Linked DNA regions of Gossypium arboreum: region 2 is linked to region 1. A link is a contact called in public Hi-C data. All regions are on one chromosome and are shown on one strand. Each heading gives the region's core, a stretch centred on a gene start, on an enhancer-like site or on the middle of the called end of the contact. The rest is flanking DNA. Distances are from core to core; before and after follow the strand shown. Region 1 holds the start of LOC108484499. Region 2 holds the start of LOC108483970 (AT-rich interactive domain-containing protein 4-like).

Region 1 (7,882 bases), core at 4,015-6,514:
CTATTGTGGCTGATTTGGTTGCATGAGATAGTCTTATAATGGTTTCGGATGCTTTTGTGTAGGTTGTGTAAGTAAGGGTGGCAAAGAAGCTTGATAAATAGCCTTATATTGTCCACACGGGAATACACATAGGTGTGTGTCTAGGCCGTGTGTGACACACAGTCTGCCCTTTGGGCGTGTGGTTCGACCGTGTGTCCCCTGTACGTAAAAATTTCAAGTCAGTATGCATGATAGTAAACACACAGGCAGAGACACGATCGTATGTCTCAGCCGTGTGATGGACACGGCCTAGCACACGAGCGCATGCCTTGGCCATGTGACATTTTGGGGATGCTGAGTTAGAAACAGAATGTCCATGTTTTTGCACATGGGCGTGTCATGGCTGTGTGAAGGACATGGGCCAGGAACACTGGCGTGTGCGAGGCTGTGTGAAAACCCCTGTTGGTGTGCATTTAGAATTAATTCCATACAGGTGGAGGACACAGGTGTGTCCCTGTATTTCTTAGGCCGTGTCAGCCACACGGGGCATCAACTCGACCATGTTGAAATGGCCACACAGGCTTGTGCCCTATTTCAAAGTTAAATTTTCCATAGAAGGTTTAAGGACCCGAGCTGATCCTGAATAGTTTTTAATGGTTGATTTGGGGCTCGTAGGCCCATAATAAGAAGTTTAAAGTAGAAATTGAGAAATTTTTAAAATGGGACCAAGTTTTGGTGACTTGAGGAACGTTTGTGTGCATGAGATCGAGTTAGGTAATGCCTCGTATTTCACTCCAGTGTGGGTTAGGGGTATGGGGTGTTACAATCATCCTGAACTGTTTTGTTGCTAATTATGCATGAAAATGTTGTGGTGTGAATGGTGGTTTGCAGTGTGGTCATGTAAGTGATTAATGTGACATTTTGGACTAGGGTCGGATCGTCCTGGGCGGGTTTAGGGCACCACACAACACCTCACAAATCATTAGAGCACCAAACTCTTTAGGAACCCCTCTGCAAGCCCTCATAAGTATAAGATCGACCTCACCTTTAACATATCCTTCAACCTTCATGAGGGTCTTGAGGTAAGTCACTTTATAACCTACCCCTTGATCGAGGAGAGGCAATTGCTATACCCATTACAACGGGGCACATGGCAAACCAGCAAGCACTTCGACTTGAACCCCTCCAAGACAACTCACTCCTTGGCCTGCTTACTTAGGACCTGTAGCCAAACAATGCATAGGCCTACTTGTCACCTAGTGCACTAAGTACGACAGTGATGGAGCAACACAATCTATGACATAGGTGGGACACACACAACATGTACCATAATGACAATTGACTTGCAACAATAGTTCACATTTGGAACATGACCACTAACTTGTCCGGACAACCATACAACTCACCATGTGTGCTATGAGACAATGGATAACCCCTATGTAGGCCTAAGCTATAACGACTTAAAAGTTAGTGGTACCGAAAAATATGGGTTCGGAACCCCATTTCCAATTTTTGAGCTTGTAAATATTAATACTTACTAGGTTAGAATAAAACTATATTAAAGTTTGGTCCCTTAATTGTGACAAATGGATAGTTAATTAAGGTTTAAGGACTAAATTGTAAAAATTGTAAAGGTTAATCTCTATGAATTTTTAATTAACTGAAGGACCTATTAAGTAATTGGACCAAAATAATATGACCAAACGGTAGTTGACATTAGTTGGAACCCACCAAATTGGTTAATTATTATTAAGAATTTCTTAATTATCTCTAATTAAATTAATTAGAATTAATTAATATATTAATATTAGTATATAAGAAAAAACTTAAGAAAGAAAACAAACATTTTATGGTCATCTTCATCTTCTCTATGAAACCAAAAAAGAAAATGATGTTTTGAAGCTCAAACTGTTGGCTCTGAATCGGTAAGTTCAATTTAGTAATTTTCTTGTAATTTTTATATTTTTGAGGTTGTGGGAGCTTGATTTAGCTAGACCATGTATCAATTTGTAAAACTGTTAAAGTTTCTAAAGTTACCATTGATGAGTTTTTGATAAAATTGGTGTTAAATTGTTAAATTTTAATCTTAGATATGAAAAAAGACTAATTTGTAAAGTGAAATTTGTTAGTTTTGAACATAGGGACTAAAAGGTAAATAATTCAAAATTGGTATAAAGTTTCTATAATTATGGATTGTAGAGGGTTACAGAAGAATGTAATTGGGATCAATTTCAAAATCGAAGCTCAAATTTGAATGTTACTTTAGAGACTAAATTGAATAGAATACAAAATTGTAGGGGCATTCAAATAATGAAATTGAGCTGATATATGTTTATAATTTGATGGAATAAGAGGGCTGTAATTGATAATTTGAATTGAATTATTGTATAGATCGAGAATTGAACAAAACTAGGGATAATCGGGAAAAAGGCAAAATAATTATTTAGCCCTTGAAGATTTGGTTATTTTTTGTTTTGACTATGTAAGTTCATATGGTATGATTGTGTTTAAATTATTATATACTTGAATTATGAATTTTTGTATACTAGATAGTAATTTAAATTATTTGTAATTTGGTACAAAAGGTGAAATGTGGACTAAATTGTAAGGAAATGATAAATTGTCTAAATTGAGTTATTTAATGAATTGATAGTTGAATGATTATCGAGAAAGAGGACTAAACTGAGTAAAATTGAAAATAATATAAATTGGTGAAATTGGCTTGAAATTGAGATAAATTATACTATATATGTATGACATGATAAGTTGATTAATAAATTGGTGATATTGAAATCAATAAAATGAGAGTTGAACCTATAAAAATTGGATTATTGATTACCCTATTAACTGTTTGGGTAGAGTCAGATATAGTTGTCATGCCATAGGATAGATTGTGTATGGGTTATTTTGATTACGTTTAGATGGGTGCTGGGCACAACTTTTATTTTGGTTATATCGATGAGCGTGGGGCAGGCACAAACTATTTACTTCGGCATTATCTAATGAGGCACTGGGTGCTAAATTGGTGTGTTAGTTAAATCCATGTATCGATTCGAGTCCGAGTCAGGTTAATAAGGGTATAAAATGTGATATTTGATAAATGATATATAATTGAATTGATAATGTGACTTGGTAATACAAATCTAATTTACGATATATGAATATCAATAGCATGTGAAAGATCTTACAAACCGAATATACAATCTCAGAGGGTCGATATGGAAATGTGGCAAATCTATAAATTTGATTCAGAATTCAAACAATAAAACAACATAGTGATTTCCATTATATTGAAATTAGATGTATTATTGATAAATAGGTGAAATGGTATGAATTTGATATTAAATTAATGAAATGTTGTTTGATTACATGAATGACAGTGAAATCTTGATTATAAGTGGATTGGAATATTGCATGTTTGAATCACTATATGATACAATATATGTTCAACTTACCGTGTTGAATTATTGTTTCCATGTTTAGGCAAACTTGTCAAGCCAGTAGCTTATCGTATTAAATTGTTATTGAAATAAGTTATAGTTTAATGCTTATGAACTTACTAAGCCTTTGATATGCTTACCTCATTGTTTTCCCTTTCTTTATAGATTGCTAACTTGCGGAATGTGTAAAGTGAGTTGTCGAGAAGCTCACACTATCCCATTATTAATTTGGTAATCTTTTAAACGTTTTAAAGTTTAGTTATGTGGCATGTACATAGGTGTTATATTTATATGAGTTTACTTTGGATGAATAATTGCTTTGGACTTGGTTAATGTTTGAAACATAAAGTGTTAATGCTCAAATGTGAGAATATATGTTTTGGTAACTTGTGTGACTTTGCCTTTGACATTTAAAATTATAAGAAGAGTATGAAATGCAGTAGCAAATGTGATGGTAAGAAATGGTAAAATTCATTGATGATTATATTGAATTGATTAAGCAAATTTATTATGTTTTGTTGTTCAAATGAATGCATGTCGGATTAATTGAATTGAAATCATGTGTGGGTTCTTTGGTATGTATTATGGCATGTTTTATGAATGTGGAATGTTGTGCAAAGTGCACCAAATGTGAAAAATGATTTGGTTGGTTGAAGTAGGTGCCAAAAGGTTTATTTTGTGCCAAAAACAGAGTTCACGTCATGAGTCAAGCGATGGTTGTCATGACAAGATTTGAGTTTTGGGCCACAGTGTAATAAGAAACTCCTCACATTGTGACATCGTTTTGAAATTTTGAAAATGTTGCAAATTAATCCTAATTTGATTTCGGGTTAATTCTAAAGCATACATGGGCTCGTATAGACCCAAGAAAGGTTGTATATGATGACTTATGATCTATATTGGTTGTGTTTGTATGATTTATGTTTACATTACATGTTATTTGACTGTAGTTGCTTTGGCAAAAATTACAACATTTCGTAGATTGGACCCAGCGATCGGGTGGAGCGAGGGGTGTTACATAAGCATATGAGAGAAAAATGATCTTATTCTTATTCCTCTTGTCCTGAAGTTAGTTTTACCCTCCTATCTTTATTCTTTCTACCTTTCCATTACCGACTTTCTCCTTTGTACGAGTGAACTGGACCTACCTCCTCCACCTTCTCCTCCTTGTTGTTACCAGTATCAATAGTAATACACTATGTGATTAGCATGATACTTAAATGCATGCGACTCAAATTATATGATAATATTTGTCGTAATTGAATGTTTTGTTTAGCAATGGTAGATACCTATCTTATCTATTGCTATGTTTTGCGTATAGAAATAGAATGGGCAAAAGAAAAATAAATTCTATTAGTTTATAACATTGAGGTATAACTAAGCTCAAATCATAAGAAGCTCGAGTTGTGATACGAAATGTAAACTTCATATTTTTTTTATCCTAAAATTATCTTTAAATTTTGAATTATGCCATAAGTGCATGCATTTAAAATTTGATTCATGCATTTAAAATTTGATTCATGCATTTTGAATATGTTATATATCGTGCTCAATGTAGCATTCAATATTTTGATTCAAACATTTTGAATATGTTTTATATCATATTCAAATGCAGCATTCAATGTTTCTGCTAGAGAGATGAAAATTTCTAATTGATAAGATACGAATGCTTTAAAAATAAATTAAAATTTTTTAAAGTTCAAAAATCATTTTAAAATCAAGATTATAATTTGTGAACATATGCTGCAATTACTTTTGTTTTAGTGACAAAGTAAAGCTATGGGCTGGTAGATCACAAATTCCATGGGCCATAAGGAACCCAAATTGTTTCTTAGTTGAATAAGTGGGCTGATTTAGCCTGGGATTGGCTAAAACGAAGCCAGCCAGCCCCATCCATAACCATGGAGTAAAAGGGGAAAGGCTTACGATTTTCATTGCATAGCAGTCTGAAACTCAAAATCTCACGCACCCAGAGAGAAAGGAACTTTGATTCATACGGTAATCGAGGATTCAAGAACTAATATAGTTAATAACAAGCATTTGGAAGTTTTAGATTGTCTTGAGTTAAAAGTTCGAGTCTTGGAATTCTGCTTATCGTCAATCAAATGGAGGCTGAAAGGTAAAAATACCATTCGTCATTAGTTTTCTGCAATCTGTTGTAATAAAAAGAAATTTTGGGTTTTTTTTTTTAATTTTTAAATATAGAGTTAATGTTTTGTCTTAGGTTGAATTCTCCAAGTACATCCGTAATTACTTTTGAAGTATTGGGTCATCAACTACACTTCTCTCAGGTAATTTTTCTTCTTTTCTCTTGTGCAGTACTTCTTTTTTTCTTTTTTGAGGTTTTTAGTTGTAGTTATCATATTGTCTCCGACAATTGTGGCAGGATCCTAATTCCAAACATTTAGGAACAACAGTTTGGGACACATCAATGGTGTTTGCCAAATTTCTGGTATTCATTTTAATCTTTATTGTGGCTCTTTAACTATATTAGTGATATTCAAGTTGTTGATGCTGAGACCTTTTTTTTGAATTGAGTTTAAGTTGATGTTGATAGTTAAATACCTATATTTCCGATGGTACAGCACTTAGCTTTCACATTTCATGTTGGCGATATAGATCTAGTACCAATTGTGAAAATTTGTACCCAGTTTATATGGTTTTGCTTGTTTGACCCGAAAGTCTCCCGGTTTTACACCACAAAAGGTATTTTTAAAATTTTTCCAACTATTCTTCTGTATTGAAATTCACGGTGCAAAATTCTTTCATTGTTTAGGAAAAGAATTGCAGAAAGGGAAGGTTTTGCCCGTCTAAACTTAAAGGAAAGCGCGTTATTGAACTTGGAGCGGGTTGTGGAGTAGCGGGGTTTGGTGAGTTTTTAATTCTGTACATTTAACACTCATGGTCAGGTTATATTTATAGGGGAGGTCTTTTATGATTCTGCATTATTTGTTCAGACCGTGCTGAATCTGACTCCATGTGATTTCCAGGAATGGCATTGCTGGGATGTGATGTAGTTTCTACAGACCAAATCGAGGTTGTGCCATTGTTGAGGAGAAATGTAGAACGCAATACTTCAAGGATATTGCAGATGAATTCTTGTTCAGGTTCCCTTTTTTCAGCACTTCTAATTTAGTTTACACGATTCATTTTTCATATATATTTTTTCTTTTGCCCACCAATGTGCCATAACAAATCTTGACACAACAATTTCGCTTAAGTAATAGCGGAATTATTTGACAATTACCTAGCAATGCTATTGTAGAAATTAATGACAGGTTGTACTCTTTATCTCACATTGGTAGCATGATTATTTTAGATTCATTTGGATCAATTAAGGTGGCGGAGTTGGACTGGGGAAATGAAGATCATATAAAAGCTGTTGGTCCACCATTTGACTATGTTATTGGTACAGATGTTGTAAGTTCTCCAGATGCATATATTCTTGTAGTAACGTAACGCTTTTTGTGGAATAGTTGCAAATGTGGTGTACTGATTTTGCCTTTTAAGGTTTACGCGGAGCATCTCGTGGGACCTTTATTGCAGACAATAATCACATTATCAGGCCCCAAAACCACAATTATGGTATGATACCTTTTCTGATTTTCCGTTTGAAATTGATTTATTCAGCGATGGAACTCATTGTTGCTTTAATCGTTCTGTTTAGTTGGGTCATGAGATCCGTTCTACTAGTGTCCACGAGCAGATGCTTCTGACCTGGAAAAATTTCTTTGAAGTGAAGATTGTCTCAAAAGCCAAGGTACACAATTTATCCACTTTTTGAATGTGAAATGAAACGCTCAAGATTTATTTTCTGTCGTTCTTGATGTCAACTCAGAGACCACTGCTGTGAACAGCCGGTACGATCATTTTTGGTTAATAAATGTGTATTGATATTCTGATGACCAATTCAAGGACGCCTCCCCCCCCCCTTTTATTTTCTAGCGAAACATGTCAAAACTCTTCTATTCTTGATTCTATCGACAGGTTTGAGCCTCGGATAAGATATTCTTCTAACTTACTTTGTTTCGGAACTCTTACTTATTTCATGGAGATGGACAGTAAGTACCAACATCCGAGTATTCAACTCTTCATTATGGGACTAAAGCCCCCACCTGTTACGGCAGACAGTGCAGTTTGCACAGAGAAGCAGGAGAAAACGGATTGGGGAATTGACGACCAAGTTAACAAGACTGAAATTAGTTCTTCGGTTGATGATCTCCTGGTGACAAGACTCCCTGATGGGAAGCTTAGTGAATGGTATGCAAGAAGATACGGCTCGATGGCTGCCCGACTTCTACGAGACATACAGATAACTTAAAATTTTCTGGTATTGTTGTGTTAAATTTTTCTCAGCTGTTATATTCCTCATGCCGGACAGTTTTAACATTATTTTGCATACAAGTTTGTTTCTTGAAATGGTGATATAACGTATCACCTTAGTTTATTATTACAGCGTTGAC
Region 2 (7,882 bases), core at 3,172-5,671, 200 kb before region 1:
AGAAAGCAATCGAGTAGCCTACCCGTAACTGTTCGACAACATCCGAGGTAAGTTCTTAAGTGTTTGGACTTGGAAATTTAAGAATAAATTGTAATAATCTGCTTAGGACAGCAGCAGTAGCATGATTTTTGAAAATCACCATAAATTGTTGGAGTGTAATTAGAGACTGAATAAAATATGTAATCAAAGCTCAATGAGTCTAGTTTCTTATAAAATAAATAGTGCAACCAAAGGAATTTCCTATAGAGAAATATTTAAAGTTGTGTGTGACAGTGTCAGAATGAATCTGAAATCCCCTGTTCTGTTTTTAGAAAACATTATAAATAGTACAAAAATTGTTATAAGATAAAATTTATATTCTTAGACTCCTTAATGAGTCTAGTTTCAAATGAAAATAACAAGAACATATTTTGAAATCTGTACAATGAGAAATTTGATTCGTAGTGAAGAGTGGTCAGTATAGTCGATCAGTGAAATAGGGGAAATTTTAAGAAAATTCTGGTTTTGATTGGCCAAACCAAAAATCTTGAAAATTTTATGGATAGAAGATATATGAGTCTATTTTCGGGGAAAGTTTACGGCACTTCATTTGGAGTTCCGTAGCTCCAGTTACAAATAATTTAATGATTGTTGCTCAAGAAAACAGCTTGTAGTGAATCTGTGATTTTGTTGTAAACATTGATGAAACTAATTGAATTGCTTATAAGCTATTGCTGAATTGATGTACAAGATAAATATATAGGTTGTGAAGTCAAAATGGCTAAAATTTAAATGTGTGTAAGTTATCCGAATGACTATTTTATAAACATAAGCAATGTATATGAAATATGTGTTGATAGTTTTATAAATTGAAGGTGTAGTGACTTATATGTTGCTTAGCCGAATGGTTGTCATGAGAAGAATGTAAGTCATGTGTGTATTTTCTTATTTAGTTGGAAGTTTATTGAAAGGGATATATATATATATATATATATATATAAATATGTATTAAAGTCGAATGATATTATGACATGAAGTTAAGGTACATGCTATATGCTTATATTCGAATGAGGTTAATGAATTACAATGGTGATAGTTTGTGTGAAATGTGGTAACATGTGATTAAATATACATGGAATTTGGAAAGTCTCCGGGTCAAGACTCGCTGACTACGTGATGTGGCCTAATGGCTCTTGTGAAATGAGTCTAGCTATATTGAGATACGAATAAGTTTGAATGAAGTGATACCTTATTAATGTGTTTCCGTGTTGGAAAAAAAATTGAAGGTATGTGAATTGATGTGTATACAACTTTTTGAATTAACTATGATGATATATCCGGGCTTAAAGTCCCGCAGGCTTGGTACTGGTAACTGGATTCGAATTTTTTTTGAAAATCTAGTAGGCTATGGCTAAGTGTCTTGAATTATTTCAAACCGAAGACCATTTGTATATCTTTAAGATAAGGATTTAATTAGTTTCATAAACATTTATTAATTTTAGTTGTATTCGGCAGGATGAGCAAATACAAGGTATGGATTGCGTTTGGTCATTTATGTATATGTGATAAGGAATATGTTTAGTCCTTTATATACGTATACGAAACTTTAATACTTGTCATGATTTGATTATTTGAAATATTAATGTGAATATGAACTAAAGAACTAAGCTCCTAAATACATATATACATTTATGTATGTGCACGAAATGAGTGCATATGATTAAGTGGTTAGAGGTATTGAAAGATTGAATTGGTAATTGGTAACTATGGAAACGGTAAGTGTACAAAGGTTAAGTATATGGTATGTGATACTTACTTGCTATGTGAACTCGATTTCGTTTGTATTACAAATGTACTTTGGAAATCACTTATGAGATGGTTATAAGTTATATTCAACGAGTATTGACTCTATCAAATTGTTTATGTAATATGAAAACATGAATATGTGTTTCCAAATATGGAAACCGAATGTGATTATAGTGTTATGTGTTAGTTCGACTGATTAAACTAAAAATAGCATTGATGTTTTTTTTTAAAACGCGAAGGGGTATATACTCTTAAATTTGGATGAAATAGATGAATTACATGTGCATACATAGGGTTTAATCATATTGACCGAATGGTGATATATCTTGACATTTCAAAACGTGATTTGTGTAAGGTCTAATCTTAAGCGACTTAGTAATAAATCAACAATTACGGATGTTCAGCACATTAAGTTAGCCAGGTATGTATTATGTACTTGTGTAGGCTTATTAAGCCCATCGAGACTTCACTTGGATTTTGTGGAAGTTATAAATGTATTTAATCCAGCAAAGTTAATTGTTTTACTTAAGACTTACTAAGCCTTGAAAGCTTACTCTGTTGTTACGTTTCTTTGTTTTATAGATTATCAAATTTGGCCTTTACTCGGGGATCGTCAACAACTCGTCACACTATCACTATCCACTGTTTGGTACTACTATGTTTTGGATTATTTTATGGCATGTATAGAATAGACTAGTAGCGGAATAATACTCTGGTTAATGTATATAAGCCATGCGAAAATGGCATCCTTTGAATGTGTATTTATAGAAGTTTAATTTTATCCCTGGCTGTATTTAGCATTTATCTAAATGAATGATCTTTATTTCAAGAAAAAGTTTAAAATTTTACTGTTCTGACATGAGTTACAAGTCTGGTAATACCCCTTTCCTATTCCGACAACGGTTACGGGATAGGGATGTTACATCTATATTAGTCTAAACTATTAATAGAACCCTTGACTGATTTAGTGTCACAAGTTAATCGATACCAACTCGGTTGGAAAATTACTAATATATCTTTTTATTAGAGACTATTATTATTTTGACGACCTTCTTATCTTTTCATATTTTTATATAACTTTTAAATAAAAAAACTAAAATTTACGTGTTGAACTTGTGTTCATTAGATTTATAAACAAATTTTTTATCACTACACCAGCAATAATTTTTAAATAAACTTAAAACAATTAACTTTTAACATAAAATGTCTTTTCTCCCCAAATTTGGGTATCTATACTATTAATGAAACCCCTGACTGACTAAGATGATGTCATAGGTTAACGAAATATCGACTCAATTAAGAAATGACTAATATACCATTTTATTAAATGACTGCTATTATTATTTCAGTGTTATAAGTCAGCTCAATACCAACTTAATATTGATGACAACACTATTCATTTTATTTTTCCAATTTAATACTATATATATTATATGTGTTATTATTAATTAATTTTAAATTTTACCTTTTAATTATTTTTTATATGTTATATTCAAATTGACGCATATAGAAATACTAAAAGATAATTCATTAACATGTAATCTTTCCGTGATTAGTGAAATTCTGTTCATGGAAAAAAATTAATAAGAGAAAGGGTTAGTTTTGCTAAACATCTCCAAACTATCATTTAAATTTTAAATTAGTCCTTAGATTTTAAAATATTGTAATTGAAGCCTTAAAACATTAATAATCAATTTAGTCTGTAAATGATAGTTTGAAATTGACATAAACATATTTAAAACATATGAATTAAATCATATATGCGTAGATATATTGCGTTGATAGTTTGAACCTAAAGTGCTAAAAAAACAGACAACATTAATAAAATTTAGGAAGGTTGTTTTTTCTTTTATGCAATAGATTCAAATTATTCATGTAGTAGGTACACAAATCTTGTGAATCGTTGTGTTTAAATATCCTTCACATTAAATTTGATCCAGCATTTAATGCCCAAATTAATGACTTTATTAACAAAAAACTTAATTGATAAAATACTAATACTTCAAAAATATTTTAAAATTAAAAGGCAAATTAGAATTAACCTATAATTTAAAACTGTAGGATACAATTAATCCTAAGTAAAACATAATCCAAGAATTATGAAGGCAAGTAGTTTGTTGTAGAAATTAAGATTTTAATTATGAATTTCATCTCCAAAAAGTAATCTTTATATTTTAATTTGTCAAAGTTTTGTCCTTGTAATTTATATACCTCATGAAAACCAAGGAGTTAATCTTATTACCGTTAATTTTTGTTAATTTTTTACATATAAATTGTATTGTTGTTTGAATCGAGCTGAACCGATTGGTTGAGAGACCTATCTAAAAAGTAGTTTTGGATTGATTAGACTGAAAATCAGTAAAAATTGAATAAAAAATCGATTGAATCAGTTAAAAATCGATTAAACCAAAATTTTGAAATTTTTTAAAATTTTAATAATTTTTTAATTGGATCGGAAAGTTGGTGATAAATTATTGTATGGTTATGTTTTTGCTAATTTTTTACTTAACATTTGATGTTGAGATCAATAATTTAATAGTATTGCCATTTTAATTTTGAAGGATGAAATTGTAAAAAAAGATAAGTTATTAAGTTTTTATAGAATAAAAAAGATGAAATTGAGAAAAAAACCAAATGAAAGGAATAGCGAAAAAGAAAGTGGGGGAGTCAAATCCAGGGAACTGGGTCCCAGTTCGTACAAAGCGAGCAGTTCGAGTGCTCAACGAAGAACATATTTACCTGAAAAGAATTTTTGTTTTCGGGGCTTTTAAATTCTCAGTAAAAAAAATAAGTACAAAATTTCAAGATTTCATATCATTCATTCCCAACACAAATTTACCCATGATGATCACCGTCATGATCATGATCATGGAGATGATAGTGATGAACTTGGAGGCTTGGACAATGAGAACAGAACCAAACCAACCATTCTAAATCTTTGCCCAAATAAAAAAAGAAAGAAAAGAAAATAGAAATACCCTTCATTTCGGTAGTATTGGACTTTGAAGTATAGTATTCAAGAACACAAAAAAGCAGATACAGAAACTTTTCACCTCCTCAAAGTTTGCGAATGAGTACAATGCATTAGTTATGATATCTTTTGAAGCACGGTAACTTGAAAGAAACAAATTATTAAAAAGTCAATTAAGAAATGGGCATTTCTTTTTCCTTTTTTGTGGATTTCCTGATCAAACGGTTCATCAAATTGACTCTTTTTGACTTGGGAAACTGTAGTTATTAAAAATACAAACTGACAACAAAGAGAAAAAAAGGGAGGCTCTGGCTGGGCTTTTTTGATTTTTAATTAATTAACTTTGATTTTAATCGAATTTTGATTTTGATTTTGATTTTGGGTTTTTTGTTTTTGATTTTAATTTTTTTTTTGTCAAAGGCGGTGCTAGTGGGGGATTGTTAGTGAAAGAAGGAATAAAGATGTGTCATTTCGGGTTTTTATTTATTTATTTGAGATTTCTTTATTATTTGGAAGTCTGACTCTTCTTAAAACTTAGGGTTCTTTTTTTACTTTCCGATTTTTGTTTTGGAAGGATTTGCTTCCTGAGAAATTTTCTCGGTATCTTCGTCTGGTTTGGTAATTTTGTTCATTCGGGTTCTCGATTCCTTGTTTATTTCATCTGGATCGGTGGGATTTCTTCAGATTTTGAACTCTCCACCTTTGGTTTTTAGGGATTTTCAAGTGTCTCAAATACAAAGTGAAGTTCCTTTTTGCTCTGTGATAGAATTTTGGAAAATCAGAGGTTTCGAGTAATAAGATTTGCAGTTGTCTTTTTAGGGTTTTGATTTGATTTCACAGTAATGTTTTAGGTTTTTGGGACTTCTTAAAGGGGCCATTGGTGCCTTGCACTTAGTGGCAAGTTTGGGTCTTGCTGAGTCTGGCATGTTTGAATGATGTTTAGTGCTCAAAGGTCTTCAAGGAACCATTGCAGTCTCCTTGCTATTCTTTGTGGTGGTGAAGTTTCTGATAATAAACAGAAGCAGCCAGTTTCTAATGATAAGTCCAGATACCCATTTCCAGAGATTGCTTCTTCAGGTCGCTTAGAGGTATATAAATCATGTTAATAGTTTTTAACCTTTTTTAACTGTTGACATTTTAGCAGAACTTCTTATAAACTTGCACTTTTACTTATTTAAATGCAGGTTCAGCTTCTGAACAATCCTAGCATCGATGAGGTTCGACGTGTTCTTGAATCGTCTGAGCCAAATGTAGTTTACTTACAAGGAGAGCAGAATCCTGATAGTGAAGAAATTGGTTATCTGGTTTGTGGAGATGTTCACTTGTCCACTCCAGAAGTTTTATACGGACTTTTTGGTTCCACATTGCCCACCACTGTTAGTGAGACATGATTTTCTTGTTACTTGTTTAATAAAGTTTATAGTTTGATCCCATTCTCCCTGAAATTATACGATGGGATTGTTTCATGCATGTTTCCTTTTGTTTTATACTTCCTTTTACTAGTTTTACTGGTTTCAGACTTTCAGTGCTCATTTGAAGTTTATTATGTTTAGTTGATTTATTCTCAAATGTTTGTGCAGGTTTATTTAGAGACTCCCAACGGTGACAAATTGGCTGAGGCACTTCATTCCAAGGTAAAGTTATTGATCATGATCATAAAGTGAACAAATGGAAAATTGTTATATATATTTGATAAATTTCTTAAACCACCCTTAACTCCGCAAACCTCTAACTAATTATATACTCATCTGAGGAGGACCTTACGTGCCTAAATCCATTCGCTAACCTTTGGAGTCTTCAGCAACATCGGTGCCAATTGAGCTAGTATTAGTAGGCTGCTTTATATTTTTATTAAAGTTGTTGACATTTAATTTCTCCTCTGGCAGGGAGTCCCTTATGTTATATATTGGAAAAATACAGTCTCGCCTTACACAGCTTCCCATTTTCGTCAAGCACTGTTGTCAGTGATACAAAGGTACTATCTCCTACTTCTGCTCATTATAGATAAAGCATGATTATTTTCCCTACCGTCCTTAATAGTGATTGTAGCGTGTTAGTTAATTTTGTGAATTTGGTTGATAAGGCAAATTATGCATTCCTTTTTCTGGCTTATTGAAGAATATAATCTACAAACTGGAAGTAACTTTACTTGAAGTGAGTACTAAAGCTTTGTAGTTTTGGTCTATTGCAGCTCATGTAGCCACACATGGGATGCATTTCAACTTGCCCATGCGTCTTTTAGATTATACTGTTTGCAGAACGACAATGCTTTTAATAGTCAGAAACAAAGTGTTAAGCCAGAACCGTGCCTGCTTGGCGACCCTCCTAGGATTGATGTTCCTCAATTGGAGGTAGATATGGAAGAGGAAGAAAGCTCCCCTGAAAATCTTCCTGCCATAAAGTTATATGATGATGATGTGACAATGAGGTTTCTCATTTGTGGATCTCCTTGCTCATTGGTAGGTTTGAGAGTTCTTCCTTTATTGAACCATAATCATATACTTTGTTCATCCTAGTTTGTATTTATTTGTTATTAGCTGTATGCCCTGCAGGATGCATTCCTCTTGAGATCTTTGGAGGATGGACTTAATGCCCTATTGAGCATAGAAGTAAGTTTGTACAAGTGGCTCCCCCCCCCCTTTTTTTTTTCCTCTTGAACTTGTATTATAATTTCCCTGTTTTGGCTTATATGCTTGTACTACCATCGTTTGAATATCATCATTTAAGAGATTACATTAGTTATGGCTGCATCTGGGTTATGTTACTTAGAATGACACCTAGTGAGCTTTCAATGCTGATAACAGCACAATATCCTCCATTCTTGATCCCTTTTACGTTAAAAGTTACATATCTTCATCCTCTTCTCCTAATGGTTTCAAATGATAATTCTAGTTGGTCTTGCTTTACCACATTCTCTCTGAACAGCATTACGGCATCAGCGTTTTACCAACACCAATTTGCAAGGGTGCACATATTAGTGTCACCTTGATAGTCAAGATGCATAAGAAATAGATTGAGAATGAGATCAATACTGCTGTACATGGCTTCAAATTTAGTTGTACAAGGTTGCAAGTGCAATTGCTTAGCTGTAATGGGGTCTGATATTGTTTTATGTTCATACTAACA

Evidence for each region. A called contact is a pair of places that touch in the nucleus more often than the background predicts.
Region 2: a contact with region 1 is called in a Hi-C map of leaf, with 2.2 times the contacts expected there. The contact joins the promoter of LOC108483970 here to the promoter of LOC108484499 in region 1. A contact is called at or near these places in 2 of 5 Hi-C or Micro-C datasets (both in leaf).

Annotation. Positions count from the first base shown.
Region 1 is chr6:116,298,106-116,305,987 of ASM2569848v2, reverse strand. LOC108484499 reads left to right here and starts at 5,264. Exons shown (of 9, transcript XM_017788308.2): 1 at 5,264-5,538; 2 at 5,644-5,710; 3 at 5,806-5,871; 4 at 6,196-6,289; 5 at 6,410-6,526; 6 at 6,739-6,839; 7 at 6,930-7,004; 8 at 7,087-7,179; 9 at 7,474-7,882. The coding sequence starts at 5,525. The coding sequence ends at 7,740.
Region 2 is chr6:116,494,236-116,502,117 of ASM2569848v2, reverse strand. It overlaps LOC108483970 (AT-rich interactive domain-containing protein 4-like), which reads left to right and starts at 4,421. Exons shown (of 15, transcript XM_017787544.2): 1 at 4,421-5,844; 2 at 5,941-6,132; 3 at 6,337-6,390; 4 at 6,643-6,731; 5 at 6,948-7,215; 6 at 7,309-7,365. The coding sequence starts at 5,689.